2 separate regions of the Mus musculus genome follow, and region 2 is linked to region 1. The links are chromatin contacts, called in public promoter capture Hi-C maps. All regions are on one chromosome and are shown on one strand. The core of a region is the stretch at or near the end of the contact, and the rest is flanking DNA. Distances in the headings are between cores, read along the strand shown. Region 1 overlaps 9530068E07Rik (RIKEN cDNA 9530068E07 gene). Region 2 overlaps Gm2a (GM2 ganglioside activator protein).

The links. Promoter capture Hi-C pulls out the DNA fragments that hold promoters and counts their contacts.
Region 2: a promoter capture Hi-C map of liver shows a contact between it and region 1, with 6 times the contacts expected there. The contact joins two enhancer-like sites. A contact is called at or near these places in 2 of 39 promoter capture datasets (both in liver).

The regions. Positions count from the first base shown.
Region 1 is chr11:52,399,080-52,405,331 of GRCm38.p6, forward strand. It overlaps 9530068E07Rik (RIKEN cDNA 9530068E07 gene), which reads left to right. Exons shown (of 3, transcript NM_153117.2): 2 at 3,967-4,478. Among named protein-coding and RNA genes, the nearest start is that of 9530068E07Rik, 5.8 kb to the left of the region's middle. Within about 2 kb of position 3,247, at least 19 of the 459 cell types and tissues checked have an H3K27ac peak or open chromatin away from gene starts, as enhancers often do. A contact at or near this core is called in liver, where this site is marked.
Region 2 is chr11:55,102,686-55,109,165 of GRCm38.p6, forward strand. It overlaps Gm2a (GM2 ganglioside activator protein), which reads left to right. Exons shown (of 4, transcript NM_010299.3): 2 at 902-1,063; 3 at 6,213-6,395. Among named protein-coding and RNA genes, the nearest start is that of Gm2a, 7.9 kb to the left of the region's middle. Within about 2 kb of position 2,921, at least 53 of the 459 cell types and tissues checked have an H3K27ac peak or open chromatin away from gene starts, as enhancers often do. A contact at or near this core is called in liver, where this site is marked.

The DNA.
Region 1 (6,252 bases), core at 1,997-4,496:
TATCACCTTAGCTTCTGAGCCATCTCTCCAACCTGCTAAGGGAGTTTTTGAGTAGAGGAGTGGCCTCATGTCACTTCTGCATGATGCTGTGCTGAACGTGGGCAGTAGGGTTAGGGCAGAAGCAGGCAGATGAGTTACAAAAGCAGAGGTGATGGTGGCTCGAACCAGGCCTGGGCACTGAAGTGAAAAGCCTTCAGGTCTTGCTATGCTTGGTGCTAGGTATAGGCATTAGTGTGTGTGTGTGTGTGTGTGTATGTATGTATGTATGTGTGGTGGTGGTGGTGGTGGTGGTGGTGGTGGCGTCGAGTGTGAGTGTGGAGGTCAGAGGGAACTTAGGGTCCACTCTGTTCCCATCGTCCTTCTGTTCCACGTGGATTGTTTGCTTTCTTCACTTTTGAGTTTTGAGGTTCTTGATTTTAGGAACACGTCCTTTGTTGTTTATGGAGCTTGCAAACAGTCTTTGCACTGTAGCTGGTCTTTTTATCTTGGGAGGCTCTTTGACAGAGCAGAAGTTTCTCTTTCGAAGAATAGCAGTTACGAGTTTTTCCCTTTTACGCATTGTGCTTTTACTTTATTGGTAAAATTTTTTTTTTTTTTTTTTTTTTTTTTTGGTTTTTCCTGAGACAGGGTTTCTCTGGATAGCCTTGGCTGTCCTGGAAGTCACTCTGTAGACCAGGCTGGCCTCGAACTCAGAAATCCGCCTGCCTCTGCCTCCCGAGTGCTGGAATTAAAGGCGTGTGCCACCACGCCTGGCTTATTGGTAAAATTTAAGAACTTCTTTTCTAGTTCCAGACTGCAAATATTTTTCTCCTTTTTTTTTCTAGTTTTGTCCTTTAATATTTTATATTTTACTTGACTTATGCTTATTTTAATTTTTGTGTGAGGTGTGAAGCCTAGGCTCATCTGGCTTGGTAGCGTGTGGATTACCCTGATGGACTTGCAATATCATGTCAGGGTTACAGCCTAGAATAAACAGCAGCATCTTCTCCACATTCTCCCCGTCAGTTCTTTCTCGTTGTGGGTTGACCCCAGGACCTGCCGCACACAGCTGGCCCATTACTGCCCTGTGGCTGGCATGGAGAACCTTGGAAGACTTTAAAGGAACAGGGTTGGTTGCTCATTGTTTCAGGGGTTCCTGTCTATGGTTGCCTGGTGTGTCGCAGGAGGGGTCTGTGGTAGAGGGCGGTGCTTAGTGAGGCTTGAATGAGCAGAGTTCTGGTGATTTGTGGACATTCTGACGAATGGGAGTGTTGGGAGTTTGAGGGAGCTTCGGGGAGTTGGAAGGAAAATGGACTAGGAAATTAGCGTAACCACTAAGAGTTACACACTGGGTAGAAGCTTCCACACTGGATTTCAGATGAAATGAAAACAGTGGTATGGTTGTGTTTCCAGCTGTGGGCAGCTGTCTATTGCCCTTGGGGATAAAGAATTTGATTTAGCCTTTGCCAAACGAGGGAGACTCCATATGAGTGGGGAGACCATTAGCCATGGACGCAAGAGGGATTCGAGTGCTTGGCCACACCATTGACCTATGAGAAGGAGTTGGTAATAGTGGAGCTAGAGGCTGATGGGTAGTTGGGCTGACTCAGCAGAAGAGAGGTCATGGGCTTTGAAATAGAATAGCAGTTACCAGTTCCAAATAGGAGGTCTTCTCTGGATGAGACAGAACCCTGCAGTTAGGAGCTAAAGTCTTCTGATGAGGAGACCTGCCAGGTGTGGGAGATGTGTGCCCCCAAACCAGTGGCCCTTCTGGGGACGAATGGGAAATTGTGTGCGGAGCAGACCCTTCTGTCTGTGCAAGGGTGTGGGAGGGAAACCGGCTGTGGAGGAAAGGGCTGTAGGACCTGTGTGTTTGCAAGGGAATCAGATTTCTGTCACGACAACAGAGAAGCAGAGGAGAGATCTGCAGGGCTCAGGAGAGGGTTTTGTGTACTTATTTCTGCCCTTCCCAGTGCAGGTCCATTAGAGACCATCCAAAAAGGTAGGTAGGGGGAGACGAATTTTTTTGTTGTTGTTTATTTTGGAAATAGGGTCTCCTGTAGTCCAGAGTGCCCTCAAAACTAGCTGTGTACTGCTAGCATACCAGGTGTGTGTTGCTATGCCTGGCTCTAATGTACTGTCTTTTAACATTTGTTTTTCTGATGCTAGGGATCAAACCTAGTGCCCCACTTATACCAGGCAACATCGTTAATTCTATTATCTTTATAAACTATTTCTTCTTCTCCTCCTTCTAAGATTTATTTGTAAGAGTATACTGTAGCTGTCTTCAGACACACCAGAAGTGGTCATCGGATCCCATTACAGATGGCTGTGAGCCACCATGTGGTTGCTGGGAATTGAACTCAGGACCTCTGGAAGAGCAGTCAGTGCTCTTAACTGCTGAGCCATCTCTCCAGCCCCCTAGTTTTCTTTGTTAGAAATTGTTTTTCTGGGAGACGTCTATCTAATTAAGACCCTCTACTCAGAGATTGACTACACTGTTCAGTTTAGCAGCTTTCCTCTGTGGACTGTCTCCATTGATTCTTCTGTTAGGTGGAGTTACTCTGTAAACAGTTTTAGCTGTACTTCAGTGAACTTCACTAAGGAGGTAGGGGCATAGGGCTGGAAGATTGTGCAAGCATTTGGCCTCGTTTCTTACCTGGGGCCTGCCTTCCCAACCTTTACACTGCTGTCACTAAGCTTTCAAGTTTCTGGTTCTTGTCCCTTAGAATTTTGGTGATATAAAAATTTTAAGAGTCTTCAAGTATCACTTAGAGATGCTGTCTACAGCTTGTTTGTAGCTTTGTATACTGGTTATATGCTTGAAACAAGATTTTTTTTAAGAGTAAAAGTCTAGCCTCTGGCAGCCCCAACAAACTAGGCACTGTTACCTATCTCCAGTGTTGCAAATTAGAGTCAAGGAATACTGAAAAGCAAATAATTAATGTGGCTATTTTGGGGAGAGAGAGAAACCGAGAAAGAGGTTTAGTGACCCCTAACCCCTATTTTTAGGAAGACCCTGACAGGAACTTTGAGCATGGGGCAGGGAGGGGGGCAAATGGTGCATAATTGAGCATCCGGTCAGGGTGTAGTCTGGGATTCTTATCTCTGGTTTGATTCTACAAGGTGGTCAGAAGTTCCTATTGCTGGAGGGGACATGGAGTTCTCAGGGGATGTACTCCAGTGCTGGGGTACACCCTCTCCCTGGTGGATTGCGACTCTGTTCTAGGAGGGCCTGTTCTTTGTAGAATCCAGGGTGCCGACAGGGTTAGGACAGTGGCTGGAAGGATGACACAGACCAGACAGACACTTTGACTGCTTACCATACCAGCCTGCAGAGGGAAGCAGGACACGGACAAAGTGAAGGCTTTTACCTGTCCTTTCTCGTGTTCTGGGCTCCTTTGAGGGTCAGTCAATTTGGGCAAAAGAAGTTTCTAAGTACCTGTTGTATACTATATTTATTTCCAGATTCTGTGTCGAGAGAGAGAGAGAGAGAGAGAGAGAGAGAGAGAGAGAGTGTGTGTGTGTGTGTGTGTATGTATGTATGTGTGTGTGTGTGTGTGTGTGTGTGTGTGTGTGTGTGTGATGTATGTGTACTAATTGTGTTTTGTGTCCCAAGGCCTCCCCCCTCTCTGTTCTGGCAATGAGATAGAGCCTGGACAGGGCCGGCTGAGTTCTGGTCTTTGACAAAGGGAGACAGTGCAGGTGGGGTGAGTGCTGTGTGGACTTTGAGGCTGACCTGAAAGCTGATGCTTGTTTATTCTTTGAGTGCTAGGCTGTTCAGGCCATTACTGAGCAAAACAATTATTACCAGAGATTAACTGACCAGGAAGAAATGGAATTGATTGCTAGCCATTGAAACTTAACTAGATCTTAAGAGAAAGCTGCAGGAATTTATTATATGGAAGAGAAATGCTCAGGAAAAAAATGGTAAATCCATTTTTCTCTTGTAAAGGTTAGCAATGTTGGGATGCTTTTGTTTTTCAGATAGATCAGAGAATCCTCCAAACAATGCTACCGTTTCTTCTCCAGTTGTGGTGACTGCGCCTGGAAACCACACCAGCCCTTCTGTTTCCCAGATCAGCACCACACTTAGCCCAGCCAGTGCAGAGAAAAGTGGGAGCAGCTCTGCGGCGCCCACCCCCACTGCTGCTCCGTCTGCGCCCGAGGAGGAGGCTGACAGCAATGAGGACCCCAGCATGGAGGAGGAGGACCTCCTGGCTCTCAACAGCTCCCCGGCCACAGGCAAGGACACCCTGGACAATGGCGACTACGGAGAGCCGGACTACGACTGGACCACCAACCCTAGAGATGAGGAGCCTGAAGACATCAACATTGCCATCAGCAAGGAGAGCAGGCGCTTCAGGGGCTTCCAGGACTCAGTGGAGGTCGTGAAGCTCCCGCCCCCCAACAGGGAGGATAGCCATTTCTTTTTTCATCTCCTTATTTTTGCTTTCTGTGCAGCTGTTGTGTATGTTACCTATCACAACAAAAGGAAGGTAAGTTGGGATTTTAGCCCTTTCTGTAATTCATTGTCTCGGCCACATTTGTATAAATTTTTTCAGTCAGTTTGAAAGTCCTGATAAATGTTAACATTTCTAATGAAGTTATGAGTCCGGTAATTAGAGAAATGAGGAATAATGAATGTCACATGTGCTTCTAGGAAAGTACTTGAATTTCTTTCATAATGAACTAAATCAAAGGCAGTGAGTTGTTTTTTTTTCAGACAGGGCCTCACTAAAGTAGCCTTGGCTGTCCTGGAACTCACTCTGTAGACCGTGCTGGCTGGAACTCACAGAGCTCCACTTGCCTCTGTCTCCCAAATGCTGGGGTCAGATGTGTGCCACTATGCCTGGCTTGTATTTCTTAATTTGGTAATGATGCTTCAGTGGGAATGTTTGTGGAGCAAGAGTATTAATTTAATTTATTATGCATTCACTAACTGACCTAACAATAATGTTATTTTCTGGCTACCAAGGATTGGGCTGGGGATGTGACTCCATTGGTAGTTCTTCCCTAGTGTACGTCAAGCTCTGGGCTCATTTCCCAGCATCACATAAACCTGACCATGCTAACACTTCTGTAAGCCCCGGTGAATCCCAGAGGATCAGAGATTCAGGGTTAGTCCTTGTCAGCTTTGACTTTGTACGGAGGGACAGGGCTATATTTTTAAGAACCCGCCTTAAAAAGAAAAGAAAAAAAAGGATCTTATATATAAGCAGAGGTAGTGCATGCTTGTAACCTTGTCTCTTGGGGAGTAGAGGCAGGTGGGTCACTGTTGCTCATGGCCAGCTTAGACTGTTTGGAACTGTGTCAAAGATAATTAGCTAGGCTGGAGAAATGGCTCAGTGGTTGAGAGCTCGGGCTGCTTTTGCAGAGGACTGGATTCCCCACACTCACGTGGTTGTTCGTACCCTGTAACTCTACTTCTGTGGAATCTGGTTATAAACACACAAACAACACTCCTCCCAAGCAACATGTTTAATGTAGAGAATGTAGAAATCTCAAGACTTTAGGAAAAAAGGAAAGTTTACGCTGTCACTCAGAGCATTAAAATATACCTTAAACGTATTATTGGTTCACAGGTACACATATACACACATTCCATAGTTTTTTACTGAACGTTATATAGAATTTTACATTTTGCTTTAAAATCTTAGGTAATTGTGGGTGTGGGGCCCTTGCCGTAGTCTTTGTGTGGAGGTCAGAGGACAGTTTTGTAGACTTGTTTTCCACCATGCTTGTGTGACAGTGTCTTTACTTGCTGAGTCATCTCAACAGCCCAATATCTTATTTATTTATTTATTATTGCTTATTTTGAATTGTGTGTGTGTGTGTGTGTGTGTGTGTGTGAGAACACATTGCCACCAGGGGCTGAGTTATAGGTGTGAGGTGCCTGAGGTGGGTGCTGGGCTCTGAACTTGGTCCTCTGTAAAAGCACTCACCAACTGCTGAGCCGCTTTTTCAGCTCCAGTAACTTGTGTTTTGCCAAACAAATTATGGATATTTCCCACAGCATATGGCCCTCATTTCATCTTTTATTTTTGAGATTATAATATATCATTTCCTCCCTCCTTATCCTTCTAGGTACCCCTCCTTGCTCTTTCAAATTCATGGTCTTTTTCATTAATTGTTGTTACATGTATATACATTCTTAAATATATACTTATATATGTTCTTGAATAGAAATATATATTTGCAGTGCTCCAGGGCAGGGGAACAGGGTGATCCTGAGTGTTGAGACCCTGCAGCGATCGGTGCTGAGAGGTTTCT
Region 2 (6,480 bases), core at 1,671-4,170, 2.7 Mb after region 1:
GTCTTGTGGTGACCTCCCAAAGCTAGCTGGAGAGAAATGGGTGGCAGGGTCAGAGCTCAGAGAAGGTACCCTCAAAGCTAAATGAGGCTAATACCATTATTAAATAGAGTATTTTCTGTATTCATTGACTTGTATACAATGTATCTGTATCGTATCCAATCCCACATTCCCTTTCAATCCAGCGCACCTGCCTGCCATTTTTATCTTCTCTTAATAACCCACTGAGTCCAATTATTGCTTCTCATATGTGCATGGGTTAGGACATGGCTATCTATGAGTATCACAAGCCCCCAAGGTATAATGACTCCTCCTCTCTGTAGCCACCACTGCCAATACTTCCTTAGCTAGGGGTGATTCCTCTCTCCCTCCCTCCCTTCCTCCCTCCCTCCCTCCCTCCCTTCTTTTGTAGCCTAGGCTGGTTTAGAATGACCACATCTTCCCTTGAGTGTTTACATTATGGGCTTGCACCCATACAGCTAGCTAAGTCTCTCTCTCTCTCTCTCCTGCCCTGCCCCAGAACAGGGTCTTGTGTATCTAGACTGGCCTGACATGGGCTATGTAGTTGAAGATGACCATGAATTCCTGATGTTCTACCTCCCAAGTGTTGCCCCTGCCACCACACTGGGTTTGTGTCATGCCAAGGATAGAGCCTAAGGTTTCCAATATGCCAGGTAGACATTCCACCAACGGAGCGACATCCCAACCCCCTTAGTTTTAAAGTTCAAGGTCTGATATAATGGGCCTAGGCCCTGCACTTTGGCATTTTGCCTGAAGAATGGGTCAGACAAGTGTGACTGTTACCATGGAGCTCAGAGGGGAATGGGCAGGCCTCCCTCCAACTCTTGTATGCTGAAACATTTCTTTTCCTCCACTTCTCTCCTTGCTGTCTCGTTGTCCCTAGCTTTCCCAACTTGGTGGCTTCTCCTGGGATAACTGTGATGAAGGAAAGGACCCTGCAGTGATCAAAAGCCTCACGATCCAACCTGACCCCATTGTGGTTCCTGGAGATGTAGTCGTCAGCCTTGAGGGCAAGACCAGCGTTCCCCTCACTGCTCCTCAGAAGGTAAGCCCCAGGCTGTGTGGACGATGGACGGGGAGTGGGCAGCCAGCAGGCGCCATGGAAACTCATGCTCATAGATTGTGAAAGACTTCAGACTTTGCAGACTTACCACAGACTTTCCCGGGTTCATAGAGTCTCAGGGTCAGGGGATGGAAGGGAAACCCAGGTCAGCTGGGATTCACCCATTCATGCACTTGGATATGGCGGCCCAGTGTTCACCATGGACTCCTCTGTGTTGTTTTGATGTATAGCCAGTAGCCAGGGACATAAGGCTATTTTCTTTTGTTTTGAGACAGGGTCTCACTCTGTAGCCTATGCTGGCCTTGAACTTGTGGTAGGCCTGCCTGCCGCAGTTTGGTTGTGGGCATGAGCCGCCACAATGTGGACTCTCAGAGCTGAATGAACAATGCTGTTTCCTTTATCCATACTGCATGCATTTATTTTTTAAAAAATACATATGAAAACAAGCAGTGCTTTGTATGTATGTTTTGAGGGAGGGCTTTATGTAGCCTTAGCTGGCCTTGAACTTGCTGTGAGCTCCTGGCTCTCTGGCCTCCACTTCTTGAGTACTCAGATCACAGGGGTACTACCACACCTGGAATGGACCCCGGGGCCTCTCATGCATATTAGGTGAGCACTCTGCCAAAACCACATCCCCAACTTTGTTTCTGTTCTTTTGAGCCAGGGCCTTCCTTAGGTAGTTTAGGCTGCCCCACAACTTAATGTAAGTACCTAAGGATAGCCTTGAACTTCTGCTCCTTCTGCCATCACCTCCCGAGGACTGGGATTACAGGCGTGTGCCACCATGAATAGCTTCTATTAAATGTCTTCTCCTAGCCTAATTCCTTAGGAGCTGCTCATTGTTGGCTGTTACGGATCCTCCCAGAATCTTCACTCATTGTTCTAATGAGACAGCGTGATTAATTTGGGAGACGCCATGCGGGCTAGAATTTGTCCGTATAATAATGATCTATTCATACTCTCCTGACTATGTACCTTCACATTAAATGTTTTTATTTATTATTCTTGTGTCTGCATATGGAGATGTGGGGTGAGGCCCACACGACACAGGGAACAGGGACAAGTTGTAGAGTTGGTTCTCTCCTTCCACCTTTTTGTTGGGTTCTGGGGCAGGAACTCGGATCGCCAGGCTTACAAGGCAAGCACCTTGTCCTGCTGAGGCAGCCCGCTGGCTCAGATGCACGCTTTTAAAGCTCTTTTGATAATCAATGCCCAAATGTCTCCAAACAGCCAACCAGGTTTACACCTACACTGACAGCTGTGTTTTCTTCCCCACACAATTTTTGACACTAAGAGTCCGAGTCTTGGCCAGTCTCTAATGTCATCCCTCATGAGGGCGAGCGATCCTTTCACAGTTCACTTGCTTTTTAGATCTATTTGGGGACATCAGCTTATTCCCACCCATTGCCCAACTTTGCATGTGTTTTTGTATATTTTCTTATTTTATAGTAAAGGCATCTTGTGGCACTGTTTATTGTAGCTCTTCACTCTCTGGTTAGAGTCACCACCTTTCTAAGATGTTCTTATATGCCCTGCAGTCTCTTTCTGGTCCAGACCTATTCTGGAACACGTTTAGATCATTTAAGAGATTTTGGGAGCCAAGCCTGGTGATGCATGCTTGTATATTATAGCACTTAGGGAGAAGTACAGGAAATTCAGGAGGTCAAGTCATGTTCAGTCTCACGGCCAGTTGGAGACCACCCTGTACTGTTGGGCTCAATTTTCTGAGTCTTAGGCATCTCTTGAGCAAGAACTGAGTTAATCAGTAATGTGGATGGTGCTTTACTCAGTGCCTAGCACACAGGATGTGCCCAGTTCGTGCTGGCACGTGTTGACATGTCAATCATTGTCAGTGATTGAGCTAGAAGGCCTGGAGAGATCTCAGTGCCTCTCCACCCCTGCCCATGGCTTCTCCTTGCTGATCTAGTACATTTTCTTCAGCTATTATCCAATAGGAAGAGGTCAAGTCCCGTGGATAAAAAAGGACAGAATTTGTCCAGATTGGAAAGGGAGACTGGCTGCTGAACTGAGTCTGCCAGTGTTGCCTGAATGCTATTCTCTGCTCTCAATGTTGAATCTGGAGTGGGTGGGTGTGTGCACATGTGTGTATGTATGCCTGAGCACATGTATATACATATATGTGGTGACTAGAGGTCAATGTTAGGTGCACCCCTCAACCTCTCTTCACCTTAGATGGGGTCCCATTGTGCCTGGAGTTCATCAGTTTGGCTAGAAAGATGGCCAGTGAGCTCCAGGGTCTGCCCAACTTTGCTTCTCCAGTGCTGAGCCTGTGCCAGCCACTACATCTAGATTTTTCTGGGATCCTGGCATCTGAGCTTAGGTCCTCATGCTTGCCTGGCAGACACTTTACCAACTGAGCCATCTCCTTAGCCCTGAGTGGTTTTAAACTTCTTTTTGTTTTGTTTATTTGCTTGAGACAGGGTTTCTCTGTGTAACCTTAGTTGTCCTGGAACTCATTCTGTAGACCAGGCTGGCTTCAAATTCAGAGATCTGCCTGCCTCTGCCTCCCAAGTGCTGGGTTTAAAGGCGTACGCCACTGCCACCCAGCTGATTCTTAGGTGTTTGAACATAGTGTATATTGTTGTGAGATCTAGACACAGCTCTATCCATGTGGCGGAGCAATGGCCTGTGTTAGGAAGGGGTTGCCAAGGGCCTTAGCAAGTGCCTTTACAGTGCATGTCTGTGGACTTTAGGAGTTGGTTTAGTTGTGCCAGGTGAACAAGCGCTGCAGCCGAGGATACATGGGATATACTTCTGAGCCCTGCTGGTCGTAAGTTTGAGATGGATAGGATTAATTCCCTAATGGCAGGTTGTGGCTGCTGCCTAGGGACTAGCCTTTGACATCACTGACTTCTGCCCTGGGCTTCCAATGCTGTGCTGATCCTGGGCTGGGGAGGAGCAGTTGTGGGGGAAGCTCCATAAACATTCAACTGTAAGTTGGTTACTTCTGTTTAGTTGGTGACTGCTTCAAGTTCCTCTTGGGGACCTTGGCTAAATGAGGGGAAGAAGAATGTGAAGCCGCTGGCAGTAGGTTTTGTGTCCTGAGGCTCCTAAGTGCTGGCCAGGTGCTATCTTCCTCAGTGGGACCTCACAAAAGGCAGAAGTACTGTGAAAACCATCCCACTCTTGACTGAGGAAGTAGAGACTGAAGGCATTTGACCAACTCCCTCAGGGGCAGAGCTACTCTCCAGCTCAGGCCCTCTGGCTGTTCCTCATCTGAGGAGAAATAGACTTTCTTAGCAGATGAGGCCGGCCAGAGGAAAGGTCACTGCACAATCAGGATGGATTCAGGTTAGCAGAGCAGGCCACCGAGGCAAGCAGCTTCAACTCCGCACAGGATTCAGGCTGTGTTGCCTTCACCATTTCCCGGCCTTGAAGAAGACAGCCTGTACCTCTTGTACTCGGTCATTTGAAGATTCAGGCAGCAGTCTGGGACTAGTGGAGTCTGGAGGAATGAGTACCATCCCCAGATTTATCTCTCAGAAGCAGAACCCCAGCCAGGGTGATGGCTCACATCTGTAATTAATCTCAGCATCTGGGAGGTCATGGCCACTGTCTGCTGCACAGCAAGTTTAAGACCAGCCTGAGCCACATACAAGCCTATCACACCAAGATCCAAACAAAGAACACAAAGGTGAAACCCCCTGATCTAGTAAGGTTGAGACGCAGAGGTCGCTCGCATGTCTGAGCTGAAAGGGTTCTGAGCCGGGCGTGGTGGCGCACGCCTTTAATCCCAGCACTTGGGAGGCAGAGGCAGGCGGATTTCTGAGTTCGAGGCCAGCTTGGTCTACAGAGTGAGTTCCAGGACAGCCAGGGCTAGACAGAGAAACCCTGTCAAAAAAGAAAGGATTCTGAGAACTGCGGCTTCCAGGCTGGGGAGATGGCTCAGTTGATAACATGCTTCCTGTGCAAGCACGAGGACCTAGATTCAACCCCCCAGGCATGATGGTCTACATACTCGGAACCCTAGGTCTGAGGAGGAAGAGATGGGAGGACCCCTAGCAGACCTGCTGAGTTAGTGGGAGACCTACTTAAAAAAAAAAAAACCCAAGTGAATGATGGACACACACACACACACACACACACACACACACACACACACACACGCACCCTCCTGTACCATGCTCAGGAATCATGTGGGGAGCGCTGATTTCCCGCTGACCACTCTGTGCACCTTTTCCTTCCTGGTTTTGGTGGGACACAGAGAGACAGCTGGCATGCACAGCAGCTGGTATAGTTAGTCTTCTGTATGTGCCAGTGAATCGGGCTTTTTGCTTGGGAGTCCCGGCTGCTTCTCCTCGGTCAGGTAGGCAGTGAGAACAAGAGTGGGGTTAGGCTGGCTTGGCAGAGGGAAGCCCATTCTAGGGTTCTCATCCAGCTCGGTCTGGAGAGGCCATTCAGCTTTTGGAACCAACTGCAATAAGGACCATAGACCAGTCTCAGAGAAATCTCCCTATCCATTTCCATCGGTTTGTTTATTGTTGCAGTCTAGATCTGTAGACCAGGCTGGCCTTGAACTCGCAGTTCCCCGCCTTTTCCTCCAGGCTACCATTATTTCAGATATTCATTGCTGTACCTAGCTACATTTCCATGTATAACTGTATCATCTGTGATACAAGAGAAAACGTATGTCAGGAGCAACCAACAGAAAGATTCTACAGCTAAGAATGGATAGCTTAGAAGGCCACCGAGGACATGTGCCACAGTCATTCAGCTAGTGTGATGGCAGTGCTTTGGTTCCTGTCATTGGATAGCGACAACTGGAGGATGGTGTGTTGGTCAGAGAGAAGAGACATTCACATTTGGTGATCAGTGCCCACCACGTGCTCAGGTAAGGTTGAATACTGGGACTCAGCCAGAACATCTCCCCAGCTAAACCTTCTGTTCTCACTATACCCTGGAACAAGAGACAATGGGGATGGCTACAGGTTCAAGGCCAGCCTGGTCTACATATGTAGCCCCCATCTCAAAGAATCAAACCAGTAGAGGTGTATGGGGGATTACTCTGAGATCCGTCTACAAGCCTTATTGCAGCGGGTTATGAGATGAAACTTCAAGAAGCAGGAGCAGGAATGTGTTCACGCTGTCACCTTGATGAATCCTGTGACAGGTGGAGCTCACCGTGGAGAAGGAAGTGGCTGGCTTCTGGGTCAAGATTCCTTGTGTAGAACAGCTAGGCAGCTGTAGCTACGAGAACATCTGTGACCTGATAGACGAATACATTCCTCCTGGAGAGAGCTGCCCAGAGCCCCTGCACACCTACGGGCTGCCCTGCCACTGTCCCTTCAAGGAAGTGAGTACCTGGGGTGTCAAGGTGGTAGAGTGGGTGTGGGTGTGGCCTTTTCATTCTGCATATTGTTTCTTTGGGTATATAAGAA